Linked DNA regions of Mus musculus: all the other regions are linked to region 1. The links are chromatin contacts, called in public HiChIP or PLAC-seq maps. All regions are on one chromosome and are shown on one strand. Each heading gives the region's core, a stretch centred on a gene start, on an enhancer-like site or on the middle of the called end of the contact. The rest is flanking DNA. Distances are from core to core; before and after follow the strand shown.

Region 1 (3,202 bases), core at 56-2,555:
GCAACCCGGAGGCTTTGGGGATCTTCTCCCAGCTCAGCCTGCGCCCCTGCCCCCAAACCAGATGGCTGGTGACACCCATGAGGGGCTTCCTCCGCGAGCGGGAGGGCTTCCACGCTGCTCTGTATGCTCCAGCACTGGGCCACCCTGGCGGCCCGCTCCGGCACGGCTCCAAGGAAGGACAACACAAGGCCATGCGGCCACCAGAGGCTCCTCCAGCAGGGTCACTCCGGACACCTAGCGTCCTCCTGTCCCCAAGACCACAATCACTCCCATTGCTGCCCCTGCCCAGAAAGGATAACATTTTCCGGCGGCTCGGGACCGGGAAGTCCCTCAAGGAGCCACATTAGCAGACAGGGCACCAGATCCCGAGCCCCCGGGCGCACCGGTTCAGACCGCCACGCGGTGTGCCGAGTCTTACCTGAAGTGTCCCACAGGCTCAACTCTATTCTTTGTGTGTCGATTTCAAAACTGGCAGTGTAATTCTCAAACACCGTAGGGACGTAATTCTGGACGAACGAAAGGGACAGAAGAGGAAGGTGGCAAAGAGATTATTAAAAACACGACCCGTAGATCGAACACTTGAAAAACCACCAAGCCCCCAATTAAAAAACCACCACCACCAACAACCTCACACTCCTTACACAGTAAACACGCAGCCCCCTCCCGAGAGCCCACCCAGGTCTCCCCACCCGGCCTCCCACACTGAAACCAGCAAGTTTCTGGGGCCAAGAGCCCAGGGTGCTGGCGGGTCCCAGCCAAGACCCTTCCAGGACACTTTCGCTTCCCGGCCGTGTGGCGGCAGAGACGGCTGGGCATGAGAAAGATTTTCAAGAAAATCAGTGAAGCAGGAGAAAGGCGCAGTCCTCCAGACCGGGGACCCCACCAGCCGCTCCCCTCAAGACGTGCGGGTCACACTCACTTCTGGGAAGCAGTCCTTGGCGAAGACGTGGAGCAGCGCGGTTTTCCCACACTGGCTGTCGCCCACTACTACTATCTTGCATTTCACGTTCTGATTAGGATCCATGATAGATTTACTGGATAATTTCTGGCTGGCTCTTCTCTCCTTCATTGATGTTGCCTTATTTTCTCTTGGAACAGGAATTTTCTCTTTAGAAGAAAAAATATATATATATATATACTTCTCTCTATAAAAAGCAGATATAAAAATAAATCGCAAGGCCGGCGGGAACCCCTTTAAGCACAGCGGAGTGGAGGAGGAGAGGCAGCGGCTCTTTACTCCTCTCCTACAAGTTTTCTGCCTGACTCCGCGCCTCTCTTCCCAAGTCCAATTCCGATCGGTCTGCTTTGTTTCACGCTCTCCGCGCCGCTTTATACGCCCAGCCTTCCAATCCGCTCCGCTTTCTCAATGAGAGAAGGAAACCGATCCGCCTCCTCCCCTTTTATGGAGCCTGGGAGCCAGCACGGCCGCCCCGTTGGCGGAAAGTGTAAGCAGCGCGCCCTCTAGGGTGGCGTGCAGGATGGCTTGCAGACCCAGGTTCTGGCATAACCTGAAGGTGCCAGGCAGGATTTGCAGATGGGTAGGTTGTTCAGGGCCAGGGTGAGGGGAAGCAGATAATCTGTGCACATGGATTTGCATTGGGATTCCTTTCAAATTGCTTTCCAAGGGGCTCGCCTCCAGAAGCCTCGTCATCATTTGTGAAAATAAAAAAAAAAATTCCCAATCAAATTAATAATACAGAAGTAAATCTTGGAAGGGAAAGGCTAAGTTTTTGTGTTCCCAAACCCATAAAATCATTATCTATCTATCTATCTATCTATCTATCTATCTATCTATCTATCTATCTATCTATCTATCTACCTACCTATCATCTATCTTCTATCTATCTATCTATCTATCTATCTATCTATCTATCTATCTATCTATCTATCTATGTATCTATCTATGTATCTATCTATCTATCTACATATATAGTACATAATAACATAGATGATTTATTTCAAACACTAGAACTCGTTTTCCTTGACCTTTGTAGAGGACTGGCTTTTTAAACTGTCAGATTCAGCTATTCCAGAGAAGGTAGGAGGCTTTGGGGAGTGACATGATAATGTGAATAGGTGCAGGGGCGAGAAAAAAGAGAGATGACAAAAACTATCAGAAACTTGGCCGCAACTGCCACTCTCTCTGTGACAGCTCTAGAACCAGGGGTCTAAGCACTCTTTGCTCCCTTCAGCTGTACCCTCCCTCCTTCACCTAAGAATCAAGGAGTTGGACTTAAAAAGCACACATGCTCATTGTGGAAAATTTAGGGACTCCCCTCCTCCACACACGTACTCCAGTCATTCCAAGTCTCCCTTTCAACAAGTCTTAGAAGAGACAGACAAGACTGTGTTTGTTCTCTTGTCTTCTGAGAACAGTGTCTTCATTGCCAGTCACCCCGACAGCCAGGAAGCGTCAGTTATTAAATTTGTAGTGAAGGTGTCTGGGAAGAAAGTTCAGCCTGTGAAGGGCTTGGTCAAGTGCGACTTGAATTTCACCACCAGCACCCATATAAGGAGGCACTCCTGAGACAGACCCAGAGGATCCGTGGGGCTTGCTAGCCAGCCAATCCAGTCAAATTGAGGAACTCAGGATTCAGTGAGAGGCCATGACTCAAAGATAATGTAGATAGAAATTGAGGAAGATAAACAACCTCTGGCTTCCACACATATACTAAACACATACATATAAGTACTTACACATACACACACAACCCTTTAAGGAAAGTATAGTGACTGAATATGTAGTGAATTACTAGAATCATGAAATCACAGGACCTAGAATGCTATCTTACTTCTTTCAGACTCGAGAACCTTGAAGTCGTCCCCTAAAGACAGTCCTGAATCTATCTTTGGGGATAGGTGTGTTTTACACAGGCTGACCATGGAAAGGGCAGAGCTGGCCGAGGTCATATGTCTGCATTTGCCAAAATTTGCTTGGCAGAGCTTTATTCGTTTGCCCCAATATCATCTCTTAAAGTCTTAGGTTGCACTGTCATGTCACAGAGGGAAAAGTATCCTATGTGAACTTCATAGAGTTTACCCTAGCATTTCCCTAGTCTTCCTAGTGCGGGAAATGCTCCTCAAGCTGTTTGTGTGGTCGAGGGAGATTGGGCAGAGCAGTGGGGGCTTTCAGACAAAGATGCATTTAGGCCATGAGCTTCACAGCTTCTGGCTAAGTGACACTGGAGTAGTCATTTCATCT
Region 2 (2,969 bases), core at 259-2,758, 380 kb after region 1:
CTATAAATGCCATAGCCACCACTTCTATAATGCAGGACAGACTGACAAGGGAAAAGCACAGTGAACCAAAGCTTTATCTCCATCAATGAAGCGCTGAAGACCCACTTTGAATGCTGGGGATTGATGGAGAATTGATGTGAGTTCAGAAAGTGACTGAATCCAAGTCTGCTGTCTCATGTAACAGAGAGCACAGTAGAGAAATGCCATAAACCCTTCTGCCCAAATTCTGCTGGCCTCTATGGACAGAACTCCTCCCTCCCGGGCAGAAGCCCTTCTGGAATGAGGGTCTTGTGGTCTATTGTTATAAAATAAGGTAAGTCTTCGACTTTCTTTTTAGCCTGTTCCCAAATACAGAGGTTAGCATAGTCAGAGCAGTCTATCTTGGCTTTATAGTCTATCAGTCTATCAGCTTTATGGCTGATTTTGCAGGAGAGTTGATACCAAGCAAGGACATGATATGCAATGCATCAGTCTTTAGCACTAGATTTTCGCATAAACAGAAGACTTGATGGCCAAGTGGCATAGGCCTGGAGCTGGGAACGCATAGATCTTCTTGTCCAGCCAGCTGGTTTGGGGATTTATAGAAAGGGAGGGTTTATTTGTTACTTGGATGGTATGGGGTGCTTTATCATTCTTTACACTTGCCTAAATGCTCTTCATGTCTCCCAATAAATCCCTGAAACCTCATGTTTGCATTCAGGGTCTTCTACCTTATGGCGGCCGTTTGGACGTCACTTTCTAGAACTATCAGGGGTGCAGGAGAATCAATTTTCATCCTCTGCTGCTCTTGCCGCCCCAACTCTTCCACTATCAAGACTGCAATTCTCCCAGACCATCTTCTTCTGCAACCATCAAAGTAATGACTGCTCTCCAGCCAAGTCACTTCTGTCACACTGTTCCAAACTGTTATGCCCAGGACCTCACCTTAGGAGCTCATGTTGTGCTTCTGCTATAACTACCCTGTCACTAACTTAGGCCACTGAGGATGCAGTGGCTGGTATGGACAGGAGAACAGTCTGGCTGTTTAACAGCTCTTAGCTCATAGCATCCAGGGACCCAGAGACGAGGCCAGTAGCTGCCAATCAAATATCCAAATCTCACTATCTCCAACATTTTGAGCAAACATTAGAATGAGAGCTTAAGAGGGGACTTGTACAGTCAGCAATGATCTTGGCAATGTTTAACAGTGCTTTGAACAATGCTCAGCTCCTGCCAGGGTCCCGGGAAGAGGTAGGTGCTAGGTGCCCACATTGGCTATCGTATTTTGGAATATTGTTGCCTGAGTCCTAATAAAAATGAACTGATAGAATTTGGCTAAAAAAAAAAAAAGCAGAAAGGCAAGTGTTCATTCAAGATAAATATCAAGAATAAGATGTGAGGTCCTCAACCCCAGATGTTTGCCTCTTCCATCTGCCTCCCGTGTCAGACTGGGAATGGACACAGACAAAGACAACCCTACACTTTATTTCCCTGGGTGTTGTTGGACGAATTGAGCTCTGCCTTCGCAGAGATACGGTTTCCATGGATTCATCTTAAGAGACAAAAGGTCTGCTGCAGGGCATCTGTGAACATTCTTCCTCCTCCTGATTTCCGGACAAAGGAATTTGTATGCACATACTTTCCCCTGAGCATTCTTGCTGGTAATGGAAACCCATAGTATTCTTGTTCAAAGCAGACTTCCCCAAGGCCACACACATATTCAGCCTGACAGCACAGCGTTGCTGCCCACCCTTTTCTCCCACTACCCACAAAGATGTCTTCTCTAAACAAATTACCACTGGAGAAAGAACATACAGTAACAGGGCACCAAAGCCCCACAATGTAAATACTACATACCACAAACAGCTAAGCAAGCCGTTCTGCTTATGTGACTCTGCCCCAAATTAGATCACTTATGAATGGAATACCACAGACATCTTTGAAGTTCCTTGCTGTAGAGAGTTACGCACCGAAGGGGCCTTTTCCTTGTTTACATAGCCTGCTATGGTCTCGCAGAGAGACGGAGAGAATTTGGCTAACCACCCTGGTTTACATTAGGGAGTAGTTGGAGCAGATGAAAGGATTTTGTTCACTGAGTCAGTCATACTGCCTATGTTATGCCACCAGGGCAGACTGTGCAAAGAGTAAATCAAGTTAACCTGATGGAGCCTTGAGTTCTGTGTATGGGGATCATTACACAAGATCATTTCATGCTTCTGGGAAGATTCAACTTGGCAGAGGGCTACATGACCCCTTAGCCTCTTCTCAGCATATGAAGAGCTTCTCGGCATAGAAGGTCTTCATCATGTGTTCTTGCTCACCCTCCTGCAAGCATTTACTAATGTCTCTCTGTTAAGCTGATGACCAGTTTTCTTACATCTAGTATAGGGTGACTCTATAATTTGGAGGATTTTAAAAGAAAAAGGAAATCAACATGACCAACATTCAGTTTGGATAAAACAGAAAAACATGAGAAGTGGGAAAGCCCAAAGAACATTGCACAGGCCAACTGGAGCAGACTAGAGGTGACTTTGTGTTTAGTAACTGTAGAAAAAGCAATGTGACATCCATGCAGGTAGATCCAAACAGATTTTGTACATACGTTAGCTGCTGAGCCAGACAGGCACATTTAAGGGTATAGCCCTGAATTAATATACGTTGTCCTGTGTTTCAGCTAAGAAATTTTGTGGGAAGTATAGAATGCATAGGCACTCTGACTCCATCCTTTAGGCACTGTTAGCAAACGGGGCTCCTGAAGCACACCCTTGCAAGGGCTGTCAGAAATAGTGTCAGCTCACCAGGGTTTCCACTTTCTATGATGTTTTTGTTTTTGTTTGATTGATTGACTCTTTGATTTTTTTTGTTTTGTCCAGGAGAGTAATCCTTTTCCCTCTAGCCACTTCCGAACTGCACTGATTTGTAAATTCATTTTAGCATTCATTATTTGCACATGCACCTGGCAACATGGGCATTTCTGCGCATTTTATTCT
Region 3 (2,858 bases), core at 61-2,560, 500 kb after region 1:
AGTCACAGATGCACATTCTGCTTGTTTTGTTGGTACAGTAAAGTCTCAGTTAATACTTCAGCTCAGATGCAGAGAGAGGCAGGCTTTACTCAGAGGAGCCGAGAGAGGCTGGAGGTGGTTGGACCTGCTTATACACTCAGCCCTCGGGAGGTAGGGCAGGAGGGCCACAACTTTTCAGCCAACCTGGCAACATGCTGTTGTCATACCTGGGGCAGGGAGAGATAAGAAATAAAGGAAGCCTAGAGGAAAGGAGGGAGGGAGGGAGGGAGGAAAGCCAAGGCAACCTCTCCAAATTACTTCTAGTAAGTCAGGTAGGTTTTGTGGGGTTTTGTTTTGTTTTTGTTTTGGGGGGGGTTGTTTGTTTTGTTTTGTTTTTGGCTTATTTTTGGTCAATATTTTAAAAGACAAATGTGTTGGTCCTTTCTTCTTCACTCCCCCTGCCCCTACTGCCCCCCAAAGTCCTACACAGTCAGTTCGAAGCAACCAGGGTCAAGCATGAAGCTGTATTCATCTGGTTTGTTCATCTGGTTCTCTCTCATTCCCCTTCTATGTGTTGGGATTTTCCTGTAAACCCCCCCACGGCCCCCAACTGCCTGTCACCCCCATGTCTCCGCCCGCATTAAAACCTGCCCTCAGAAGCATCAGATGTCTGGATGAGGAGTCAGTTTCTACTTAAAGAGAACTTGAAAGATCATTTCTTTCTTTCTTTTCTTTTCTTTTCTTTTCTTTTCTTTTCTTTTCTTTTCTTTTCTTTTCTTTTCTTTTCTTTTCTTTTCTTTTTTTTAATGAAGTAATAAATAGAGGAGATCCAAAGGTAGATTTGATTTGGAGTAATTTCTGTTTGAGTTTTGTCTTCTCGAGGAAAGATAAGGCCATAGAAAAGAGCAAAGGCCAAGCAGCTCCTTAGACTCAAGTCTGAGCCTCTCTAAGGCTTCACATCTTCTTGAAAGGAGGCAATAACATGCCCACACAAAGACGGTGTTAATATTAATGAGTGCTTTATAAGAAGAACAAAAGCACAACCTGTGTGTATGAGATGTGACACATAAGCCCTATTATCTGAACAGTCTCTGTTTGTGCGATGCAGAAAGCCTGATCACTCGTTAAGTGTGAAGTGGATACTGTAAGTAATAAGCTGAATTATGTTGAGGGATTAAAGTTGCTACCATGGGGAACAGGGAAGGAAAATGAAGAAAAACAAGTCACAAGTGACATGCCATCAGATAGCAGAAGGTTTGGGCAGGCTGGAACATATGTCATAGTGGGATTCTGATGCCTTGGGGTGGGGTCAGAGCAGACTGGGCTGACCCTGTCCAAGAGCCATTGAAGAGGGATTCTTGCCAGGGACTGACTGCGCAGGGTTAGCACTGCACAGGGCTACAGAGAGGCTAGTGCTGGAGTCTGGACTCTGTCAAAGCCCCACTAACCATCCATCAAAGATGCTCCTGTCTTTGGGATCCTAGAATCCTGACAAGGTGTCTGCTTCTCAACAGGAAACAGAACCTACCTTGGTTATGACTGTGTGAGATTTATTTCTCAGCTCTGGGGAGCCTGCCTAAGCGTTCCCTTCCCCTTTCTGTTTTAGGAAAAGCACAAAGGCTGTGATAGAGCATATAGACCAAGGTCATGGGTGGCAGCTTATCTGGTCACCTGGTGGTCCTTATCATCTCTTTTGCTGTATCACCACTTGTGGCTAGACTCAGCTTTTGTTTCTTATAGTGTCAATTTCTCTCTTTTCAATTACTCATCTGATCTGACATGTTGTTCCCTTTCTCTATTAGAGAACTTATTACTAAACTACTACCTAAGGGGCAAAATCCAGCCATTGTCTATTTTTGCATGGCATGTGGTAGTATACTACTTTATAGTAGTTTTTACATTAGAAAGTGCTTACATCTTTTCTATACAAATAATTGGCAGCAAAGACCCCACTTAGCCTACAAGGCCTGAAGTGATTCCTATGTGTGCCTGATCCTATAGCACAGTGATAGAGTACAAACATATCCAAGTCCCTTGGGTCAGTCTCCAAGTACAGCACTGGAATAGATAATTTGTTCTCTGGCTCTTTGAATGAAGCATCTGCCAAGCCTGGAGCACAGCCTTTAGCAGCTTGGTCCTAGTTAGATACCGTTTACCCAACAAGAGCAAGCTTGTTGCCTCTATCCACACCAGTAAGTTGCTTTCCAGCCACACTTCTCTGTTGGACTCAAAAAGAATAAGGAATTTTCAATTTGTCTATATTTTTGATTAAAGACTGGTGGTGATACTCCATCCGGACCTCTTCCCATGTGAGCAGAACCCAAAACCCTAGATGCCTCACATTTTTAAAGACTGTATTTTTGAATAATGTCACAAGTTGTCCAAGCTATCAGAAATGCTAGAGGTCTTGAGGGTTATCAGTCAAGAGGCTCCGCTGCATGTTAGCACAGAAGAGCCGTGTTTTAGTTAGTCCTATGAGCGAAGAGGTTTCTATGATGTTAGGAACACAATTGCTCAAGGGAGTCAGGGACTGGAGTGTAAAAGTGCATGATGAGCATAAAAATGGAGCCAGAGAAGCTGGAGCATCAACAGAGAGGCTGGGGTGTTCAGTGATGGGACAGAGAAAGAGGAGAAACCAAAGATGGGTCACAGAGTGGGAAAAAATGGAAGGGGTGTACATGTACATGTAGAGGTTCAGCAGCGCCAAAGAGGTTGACACTAAAGCGGGGGAGTATCAGAGGAGCTACTGCATGAGCTGAGGGAAGGAGAGAGCCAACGTCCCCGTCACCAGATAGCAGTTCTAGAGAGGAACAGTCATACTTCATGAAGCAGAGCATGAAACTGTAAAGTAGGTGTGGTCAACTGGGATGGCAGGTTCA

The links. HiChIP or PLAC-seq counts read pairs in DNA pulled down with a chosen protein or histone mark.
Region 2: an H3K4me3 HiChIP or PLAC-seq map of craniofacial prominence shows a contact between it and region 1, with 2.9 times the contacts expected there. The contact joins the enhancer-like site here to the promoter of Rnd3 in region 1. A contact is called at or near these places in 3 of 39 promoter capture datasets (the 3T3-L1 cell line, 3T3-L1-derived adipocytes and frontonasal cranial neural crest), 1 of 15 datasets of contacts at CTCF or cohesin (the NIH/3T3 cell line), 3 of 484 Hi-C or Micro-C datasets (embryonic stem cells, nephron progenitors and palatal mesenchyme) and 8 of 115 datasets of contacts at active chromatin or transcription factors (bone marrow-derived macrophages, craniofacial prominence, embryonic forebrain and 5 more).
Region 3: an H3K4me3 HiChIP or PLAC-seq map of neural tube shows a contact between it and region 1, with 5 times the contacts expected there. The contact joins the enhancer-like site here to the promoter of Rnd3 in region 1. A contact is called at or near these places in 6 of 39 promoter capture datasets (the 3T3-L1 cell line, 3T3-L1-derived adipocytes, the C10 cell line and 3 more) and 7 of 115 datasets of contacts at active chromatin or transcription factors (bone marrow-derived macrophages, embryonic forebrain, embryonic hindbrain and 4 more).

What each region holds. Positions count from the first base shown.
Region 1 is chr2:51,147,806-51,151,007 of GRCm38.p6, forward strand. It overlaps Rnd3 (Rho family GTPase 3), which reads right to left and starts at 1,306. Exons shown (of 5, transcript NM_028810.2): 1 at 920-1,306; 2 at 419-506. The coding sequence starts at 1,069.
Region 2 is chr2:51,529,678-51,532,646 of GRCm38.p6, forward strand. No RefSeq gene overlaps it. Among named protein-coding and RNA genes, the nearest start is that of Gm13491, 79 kb to the right of the region's middle. Within about 2 kb of position 1,509, at least 19 of the 459 cell types and tissues checked have an H3K27ac peak or open chromatin away from gene starts, as enhancers often do. A contact at or near this core is called in craniofacial prominence, where this site is marked.
Region 3 is chr2:51,648,746-51,651,603 of GRCm38.p6, forward strand. No RefSeq gene overlaps it. Among named protein-coding and RNA genes, the nearest start is that of Tas2r134, 23 kb to the left of the region's middle. Within about 2 kb of position 1,311, at least 4 of the 459 cell types and tissues checked have an H3K27ac peak or open chromatin away from gene starts, as enhancers often do. A contact at or near this core is called in neural tube, where this site is marked.